Regions from separate parts of the Sus scrofa genome. Here region 2 is linked to region 1. Evidence: chromatin contacts called from public HiChIP or PLAC-seq data. All regions are on one chromosome and are shown on one strand. The core of a region is the stretch at or near the end of the contact, and the rest is flanking DNA. Distances in the headings are between cores, read along the strand shown.

What was found. HiChIP or PLAC-seq counts read pairs in DNA pulled down with a chosen protein or histone mark.
Region 2: a contact with region 1 is called in an H3K27ac HiChIP or PLAC-seq map of skeletal muscle, with 8 times the contacts expected there. The contact joins two enhancer-like sites. A contact is called at or near these places in 1 of 47 Hi-C or Micro-C datasets (skeletal muscle) and 1 of 2 datasets of contacts at active chromatin or transcription factors (skeletal muscle).

Annotation. Positions count from the first base shown.
Region 1 is chr3:14,102,953-14,107,482 of Sscrofa11.1, forward strand. All of the region lies in intron 2 of AUTS2 (AUTS2, activator of transcription and developmental regulator), which reads left to right. Among named protein-coding and RNA genes, the nearest start is that of AUTS2, 540 kb to the left of the region's middle. Within about 2 kb of position 2,694, at least 7 of the 83 cell types and tissues checked have an H3K27ac peak or open chromatin away from gene starts, as enhancers often do. A contact at or near this core is called in skeletal muscle, where this site is marked.
Region 2 is chr3:14,577,772-14,582,301 of Sscrofa11.1, forward strand. All of the region lies in intron 5 of AUTS2 (AUTS2, activator of transcription and developmental regulator), which reads left to right. Among named protein-coding and RNA genes, the nearest start is that of GALNT17, 450 kb to the right of the region's middle. Within about 2 kb of position 2,675, at least 7 of the 83 cell types and tissues checked have an H3K27ac peak or open chromatin away from gene starts, as enhancers often do. A contact at or near this core is called in skeletal muscle, where this site is marked.

The sequences.
Region 1 (4,530 bases), core at 1,444-3,943:
TTTATGATTCCACTTTATCTCCTTTCTTGGCTTAATTTCTCTCTTTGTTATTTTAGTTATTACTATGGTTATTATAGTATGTCTTATCATAGTCTATCTTTAAGTAATATTACATAATTTATATGTAGCATAAGAATCTTGAAAATATATATTTACACTCCCTTCTCTTCATGCTCTTGTTGTCATATATTTTTTGCTTCTATGTGTATTAGAAACTCAATACTATGTTGTTATGACTTTTAATTAATTATCTTTTTGAAGTTACTTAAATAATAAAGATATTTATACTACCTGTATTGTTATAATAACACCTCATTTTTAGGAACAGATATATATTTTCATCTGTTATCATATACTTTCTACCTGAAGGACATCTTTTAACATTTCTTTTTTTTGTCGGGGGTGGGGAACACACCCACGACATGTAGAAGTTCCCAGGCCCGGGAGTGAACCTGCACCACAGCAGCAACACAAGCCACTGCAGTGATAATGCTGTATCCTTAGCCCACTGTGCCACAAGGGAACTCCCTTTAACATTTCTCATAGTGCAAGTCTGCCAGTGGTACTAGTTCTTTCAGCTTACTATTCTTTCAGCTTTTCTTGTTCCCAAAAAAAAGTCTTCGTTTTACTTTTGTTTTTGAGAGATATTTTAATTATGTATAAAATTCCGAGTGGTTTTTTCCTATCAGTACTTAAAAAATCTCCCACTGTTGTCTCAATTACATCATATTCTATGGCAAAATCAGCTATCATCCTTATCTTTTTCTTCCATATGTAATGTCTTTTTCTCTGTATGCTTTAAGAATTTCTCTATTATTGGTTGTGAACAGTTCGATTATAATCTACACTGGTGTTGTTTTCTATGTTTCTTGTGCTTAGGGTTGTTTAAGTCTCTTAGATTTGTGGGTTTATAGTTTTTGTCAAATTTAGAAATTATTCAGACTTTTAATTCTCTTCAGCTATCTTTACCTAATGAGCCAATTTAAAAATATACTAATAAAGAAGAAATTGTCAAATAGTTCCTCTAGACGTTACTACTAAGTATTTGATGTTTAGAGTCATAGAATCATGCCTTAACAGTTGGTAAAAAAAAACAACAAAAAACAAAAAAAACCAACACTGTTTCCAATTTTAAGCCTTGAGATTGCAGACATTTTAAAGGAAGATCAGGTACCAGAGCCTCTGCCTTTATAATCACATATTTTCCTTTTTGGCCTGCTCTTCTCCTGATGTTCTTAGAAGTTAAACGAGGAATAAATCATCCTCAGACCCGAGATTGGCTGGCCTCTCTGGGTACTGTGGTGGTTGTCTGAGCACCTTCTTTTCAGTTCTGAGTCAGACCAGCGCTGCGTTTCCTAAAGTGCTCTCGACTTCTTCCCAATGTTGTGTTTGTGTGAAGTCTGCCCTCTTCTTAGACTATAAAGTTTAGTACAAAGATCTATAGGTATATACTCTATCCCAGTCCTCTAATTTTCTCTGGTGATGTACAAGGGGAATAAAAGAGCCTTAAATATTGTCTGCTAGTTATCAAGTAGTGGGTATTATTCTCTTAATCTCATTTATATTTTGCTATAGCTATACAGAGAAAGTTCCACTGGCAGCAGTCAAATCCACCAAATTCTATGAGTGTGCTACTTACAGGTCGATGACTAAAGAGATGGCTGTGTCAAAAGCAGACTTTCAGCAGTACATTTTTATTCTCTTCCTTTTCAATAAAACAGCTCTGACAGATGAAAAGAAATCTCTGCTGTATAGCTCAGATTTCCTATGTTAGGCATATTTCAGCCATAAACTTAATTATCATAAGAATTTTCAAATGACTCCAACTTTTTTCTGCACTTGGTACCAGAGAATACCAGGTTCTATTTTTGAGCTGATAAAATCCTCCTTCTGAAAGCATTTGTTTATTATATTACAGCTTCACATGAGCTGAGCTCCATCCTGACCCCGTGTTAAGTGTCTGTGGTAGATTTCATTACATCCATATACTGGAAGTCCTGCCAATATACTGGCAGCAAAATCCTAGTGGAAAATAAATGGCAATAAAAAAGAGAAATGATAGCCTCTGTGAGTGGTGAGGAGCACAGCTTTATTGAGACTGGACAACCCCAGAGTAGTGACTTGGCATGCAGACATGAGCTTAAGAGAGTGTGAGTGAAAGCTGATATTGGAATAACGACTCTGTGGCACAGACATGGGAATAATTTAATTAATTGCACTGAAATTTCTTTGATGAATAGTTATGTGGTGATAAGCATGAGGTCGAACAGCAGAATGAGTTTCAGCTTTTTAATGGGCCAGCACAGCTGCAGTTTTGGATGCCTTCCCACTTTATTTTTCCCTGCAGCTCTCCACCGCTTTACTCATCCACTTCTCTCCAGCTAAGCCTCCCACTAGCGGGGCTCCCTCTCCATGCCTGCCGAGCTAAGGGGCAAGTATATTTGGCCATGGGAAGCAGGCTGGTGACTAGTTTGAAGTAAAAACAAGATCAAACGAAAATTGTGAGATGATTTCCTTATGAGGGCTGCACCTCCCCTCCTCCCCAAATCTCTAGCATGCTTTGCTGCTAAGTTGTATAAAGATTTTAATAAAAATTTTTTTGTCCCTGGAGAAAGAGGCATGTCTTTGTTGTCAGAGAGCTAGAGGGAAATGAGCAATGCATCCCAGCTGGAGCACCAGCATTAATCCCATGATTCGTAGCCCGTATTTTCAGACAGATCAATTACTTATGGCTGTAACCAATCTCTCACCATTTTCTTGCTGTGCAGGGCTCCATTTCCAGACTTGGCAGCTGACATAACCTTCCAACTTGATAGAACTTCAGCTGCAAATCTCTTCAGGTCTGCTGCCTCCATTCATCGCGGTTATACAAATGAGTTGTTAAATAAAAATCAAAAGTCAAAAATTGTGGGAGGTAAACTCTGCTTGGCTCAGTAACACCCGTGGATCTAGGCAACATTCTCAGTTCAGGTTTTTTTCTTTTTTTAACAAGATGAATGATTCACTTGTCTTCCTTCCTTTACTTTTATGGACAGGCTTTGCATGAGAGAACAACCTTCTCTAGAGAGAAGAAATTATCCACAGTGAATGCATTTCTTATCAATTTATAAGTCGAAAGATTAACTCAGAATAGAGAGAAAGGAGATTATGCGGAGACACGAAGGGCATGTACAGGTGAGCTGTGTCTAATGCATTTCACACGGAGTGAGTCACCTCTTTACAGCTGCTAGGCTGCCTAGGCTTAAGGCCAGGAGATTCTGTATCAAAAATAAGTGACCTTGCTAACACTCAGGTGGCAGAGAACATGTAAGCTGTTTATAGAGTATGTCATTGTGTGAATATAGAACTTCTGTCAAGGATCTAAACTCAATAGCCTTTGAGGACTTTACCCAGGATTTATGTAGTGTCTTGAAGACATAACTGCTCCATGTGTTGAAGCCTTCACAGTAATGTCAAGCCTTCCTGGAAGAGGTGATTAGGGGCCAGATGTAGGAAATTATGGAATTTTGTGATTTGACTCACTTAAGACATGCAGATGTGTGGCTGTTGGTAAAGCATGCATTGTTCTCTTCTGTGCTCTCCTTTCTCATTGTCTTCCCATCATTTCCATTCGCTGACATGCAGCCCTTTGAGAACATGTTCATTTTCCCCATGGTAACCAACTGTGAAAAACTTCCAGGAAGGAAAAAAGGAAAATGTGTTCCTCTAGGGAAGATAAATGGTTTAATGTTCAACCTGGGAGATTTGTGCGTATTTATATACATATTTGTGTGTGTGCCATGAGTGCTTGTTTCGTACATTACTGCATGCTTTGGAAGCCTTGTCCTACTTGGGACCCATTAGTGATGTCCTTTTGGAACAGATATTCATGAACTGTGTTAACAATTAAGGAGGTGAATCCCTGCTGGTACAGGCTGACAGCCACAGATTCCCCTTAGGCTTGTCTTACTTTGGATTGATTCTAAAGAAGCGTAGGAAACATGCAGAACATATTTGTTTGATTTGAAAGTTAAAAAACCTGTCTATGCCTGTTTTCCTCCCCATTTTTACTCCAGCCTTTCTTAGGCATCCCACAGTGAATAATAAAACATAAGTCATACAGTACCATAAGGCACTGCCACAACTCTGGCCCTGCTTTGGACTTTGTTTTTTGGTGGATCTGCATTTTATTATGATTCATTAAGGAGAATGGAAAAGACCCACTGGTAGCCATGCATGACAGCGCCCCATCCTCAGAGCCTGCCAACAATGGAAAGTTAGAGAGAAGAGAGTTAGAAATAAAACAGCGGTGAGATTTATAGTTAGTGAGTTCAAGTTGCTTTTTCCCTAGGTGTTCTTTAGTGAAACAAAATGCAGTGGTAGCTTGGAGAAATTATGGATGCTTTCCAGCAACCCCCTCCCCCACCAAAAAAAAAGCAGCTTAGGAGTCTGTAAGCCTTCTCCCTTGGTTGCAGTTAGGAAGCCAGTTGACAGTATAATAGGCTTTTGGAAGTGGGTGCAATGGTTTGTGTGTTCTGTTTGATGTTGCAA
Region 2 (4,530 bases), core at 1,425-3,924, 470 kb after region 1:
GCAGATTAGGGTGGAACTGTAGCTTTCCTCTCTTTTGTCCCTGGTCAGTTTTCATTCGGACCTTATTTCCCTGAAGTTCTTGGCCTATAAAAGCATGCAGGTGAAATTAGCCTTAATTTATAATTGTGTATATTTAAAACCTTAGATTACATGGGAATTGGTTATCTAGAATGAATCAGCCTTAGGAAAATGTTTCTTTTTAAAAATTATTAAATATTGGAACCTTACACAAAAGGAACATTGAAATGTTTAATTCATGATTCAGTTCTGTTGTTCATTTAAAGGTCTAACTGTTTCCCACTGTTTAAATATCTCTATCTGATCTTCTGTGCTAACCTAGCATGTCCAAAATATTGAAAAACAGATGAACGATCAAGGAATTTAAGGAATACTCCCCTAGTGAAGCTAGAAGGATATTTTTGAGGAGGAAAAAAAAAAAAAAAAAGCAAAGAATGCATGAAACTTATTTAACAAGAAAGATTTGAGTCAGGTAATCTACATAATATATCCACTGGCATTAAGGCTGTCATCTTGGTATTGCATTTCTGGTACGAATTTCGCAATAGCTGTCTTTCACTGTCGGTTCTAATAAAGAGTGTTGGTCAGCTTAAATTCCCTGGGAGCTCAGAGTTATGTTTTGTGAACTGCATGTGCCTGAGGCCTCTCATGCATGATTTAAACTGCTTTGTAAATGTCAATAGGTGGAAAAGCACTGGATCCCTTGTAGATTTCTCCAAATCCTCAAAGATGCGGATGCCATGTATAAACCATGCTGCACTCTCAAGGCCATTGCCGTTTTTTATACTTGCCTAACTGGGGGTTTAAGGTATTGCCAGAAGCAAAAGTATCAGCGCGTGCACGTCTCCATCCAACTGGCCAATGGAACCCTTTATTAAGAAAACCTTTGCACCAGAGAAGCGTCTCCCGTGACCCGAGATGGACACACCTCATGAATGTTGAATGTTCTTCAAACTCTGTTTCTTCATTCTTGACTTTTTTTCAAAACACACGTTTGACTTGATTGAATGTGCGGATTTCACAGCCCTGCATTCACTCCCTGGACAGCTAGATGGAGTTGTAGAAAAATAGTTCCATCAGGAGCTTCCAGACCTGCATCCCGTCCTGCTTCTGCCGAGCTCTGGTTGCGAGTCCTCGGCCAGCCACTTGACCTTTGGGGGCCCCACAGTTTAGATCCATGGAGGCTGAATCCAGGCGGTGGCATTCAGTGATCTCCAGTTGTTCCTCTCAGCTCTTGTATCGTGATTCCAAGGGATGGTGCCAGCCAGCCAGCCAGCCAGCGTGACACTTTTAAAGCCATGGGAGGACACGTGACTTTTTAATTAGGCTTATTCTGCTCTCTTCTGGGCAGCCCAGCATGCCGGCAGGAGCCCCCACATGGCCAGCAGGGATTGGGCAAAGAGATTTGAATGTCAGCCTGAAGGCTTATCAACTCATTTGTGTTCAAAACGCTTCCCCTCATCTGTCTCCCCCCCCCACCTCCCCTCCCCCCATAGGTTTCCTTAGCTAAACGGAGTTTTCCAGTGTCTGAAGAGGCTGAACCCAGTGGTAGTGAGGGTGTGGCATGGCGGAGCACTAGCCCAGCTCTCTTGGAGGCGGTTTCTCCTTGATTTGTGTACAGCTCAGCCTTGCCCAGTGCCTGGAGGCAGCGATGCTCAGGAACCACATGCCGCATAGACTGAACTTGTTCAGAGTCCGCCATCGGGACCGAGGTGGCCTTCTTTCTTCCTCTTTATTTTTTCCTCCCTACCCAGTTCTGACTGATCTTTCTTTCCACGTGTTCACTTCCTAACAGGGTATCTTCTCCGTGGGGGCTGTTTCTCCTGGGGGGGTTCTCAAGAGTACCCGGATGACTGAGGCTAGCCTGTGTAGTCGAACCCTGACTGTACTCCGACTGGGTGACCTTGAGTGCCTCCTGTAACCTTTCTGTGTCTCAGGTTTGAATCTGTAAAATAGTCAAGCGATGAGGACCTACCTGGGCAGATTGTTAGGATTCAACTGGCTCTAACATAAAGCTCTAGATAGACCGTGCCTGGCATACAGCACGGATAGCTGTTATGGGCACTGGGTTTTTTAAATTATTATTTAAGTTGAACTTAAAAAAAAAAAAAAAAAAAAAAAGGCCATGGCACTTGCACCAAGCTTGGAAAAAAAAAATCACTTGCCTAAGTCCCCTTGTCTTCACCCCAGTGAGGAGTGGTCTGACGCGGCAGAGCTGGGGGTCCAAGGCCTCGCTCCCTGGGGCCAGGGCTGTGTTTGCCTGGCCAGGACACACTGCTCCTATAATACCCCATCTCGACATCCACCTCCTGGGCAGCCACACCTGAGCTGGTTGGGGACTCTGCAACCTGGAGAGACCTTTGAAACCCTTGCCGCCACCGGCGTTCCATCTGTGTCTTTGGGGAATGGCAAGGGAGCGCGTTCTTTGGCCACGCCACCCCCTGCATGACCTGGGGGTTACTTTCTGCAAATTTGTAGACATCCAGGTTTTATCAGCGGAAACCTTGAAGAGTGACAAATGGTTCTGGGAAGAGTTGGGACAGACTCTCAAATGTCACTGGCTCATTTATAACTCGCGATGTCCAGGGTCTAAGCCATGCTATCAGCACGGTCTATAGATAACTCACCCTCACCAGGCTCCGGGCTCCCCGAGTACTTTGTGCAGCTGTTCTGGTTGAAGACCCAGTTGACATCTATAATAGATATCAAATGGAGAGCCTCTTATTTTATCACTCTCTGTGTTTCAACACCAGCAGTCCCCGTGGACTGTCGGAAACAGGCAGCGGGCACATTATGGGAAAGGTGACTTGCTGGGTCCCTGTGCCCCGAGGACATTATTAAGTGCTCGGGAACCTTGTTAGCTCATAAAGTTGGTTCAAACCAATCATTGCTGTGCGACCATTACCATTGCCAAGAATGTAACTCTTTTAAATTCTTGCCCATAAAGCCAAGCTTTCCATTACATTACAGCGTAGAGCAGGGCTTCTGATCTGGCCGCAGTTGTATCCCACTGGCTGCAGAGACTAAACATTGCATTTGCTGCTCAGTATTGGTTACCCTTCAGTGCTTCATGGAGGCAGCAAGACTACTATTTATAGATTTACTTTCTGTCTCCTTAGTTCAGCGCAGTCAGTTTTGACACACTGTCCCAGTAATCTGATCAGCCATGCTGCTTTTAAATGAAGGTCTAGGCCTTGGCCTCTGCAGAGAGGGTGACAGCTGTCAGATACAGATAGTAGGCTACAGATCCTGGCTGCTAAAACCCTCTCATTCATTCCTGTTACAGATCATTGACCACAGCTTGAAGCCGTGCTTTACAGTCGGCCGATTAGTTGGCAAGAGATCTACATACTGTATTAGCAAGGTCAACCACTGAGATAAAGGCAAAAACTCAAACCCCTGCACTATTTTTAAACCAGTAGCCATTTGTTAAAGCTGGTTATTTTGGAGCACGTCTCTCTCTTCCCTTCTTTTAGTTCTTTTTTTCTTTGCCAAAGGAAGCTAAAGAAACTTGTTAAAACTCTTTGTCAGAATTAAGGAAGATGGTTGAGACCATGAGATGGTTCCGATCTGAGAAGGCGGCGGTCTTCCGGTCTTCCTTGGAAACTCATGCAGGGACCAGTGTTAGCAGCCCCCCCGCCTCCCGGTTTAAATCAGAGCCCATTTGGAGATCTCAGCCTGGGGGTCAGCCTGCCTCGTGTCAGACTCGCAGAAGGAGAACATGTACCTGGGAAACCCCGGTGTCAAAAAAGTGATTCGCTGATTTTTTTTTGTATCGAGTGAGCATCCTCGCTGTTCCAGAATCAGCTAACCAAACCTTGAGTCTCATCTTCCCCCAGAAGGGTGTCCGCCTGCAAGATCTCTGCTTCGCCATCACCCTCCTCTCTGCTCGCCTTTCTCCCACTCCCTCACCTCCAACGACCGTCCCTTTAAAACCTCCACGACAGCCACCTGCCCCTTCCCCTTCCTCTGTCCCCCCTCCCACCCCCGCAGGACTTCATTATTCTAGCGCATGCCCGCAGCTGGAACACCCCTTCTTTCCCAAAGTTATGCTCTCTTCTGCCTCGGCTCTCCTCCCTTCCCTGTCTCCTGTGAGCTTACCGCATTCCCACCGCCTATCCGGTCACTCCTCTTTCCGCCTCTGCGCTTTGTGGGCTTCTGACCGAGTTCAGTTTCCCGAGGGTTCAAGGGCACACCCCGTCTCAACGGTGTGTCTCAGTCCGCCACCTCGTAGTCTTTGCCTCCTGTCTCACTCCTTCCCACCCCGAGGCCTCATGCCCACACGTACCGCCCGCAGCCTGCACAGTCAAGCTGCTTTTGTTGTGTCTGCTCTTCTCTTACCTGGAGAACCTTTCAAGTGACAGGGCTTAGGGCACCTGGTCAACTCGGCCTGCACACCCCGTAACTGTTTGTAGAACGAAAGCAGAACTAAAAGTCGAGTGTTGGACACTCTTATCAGCATGGGCCCAAATCCTTTGAACTCAGAGATTTGGGGAAAGAGGTTAGGTTTGG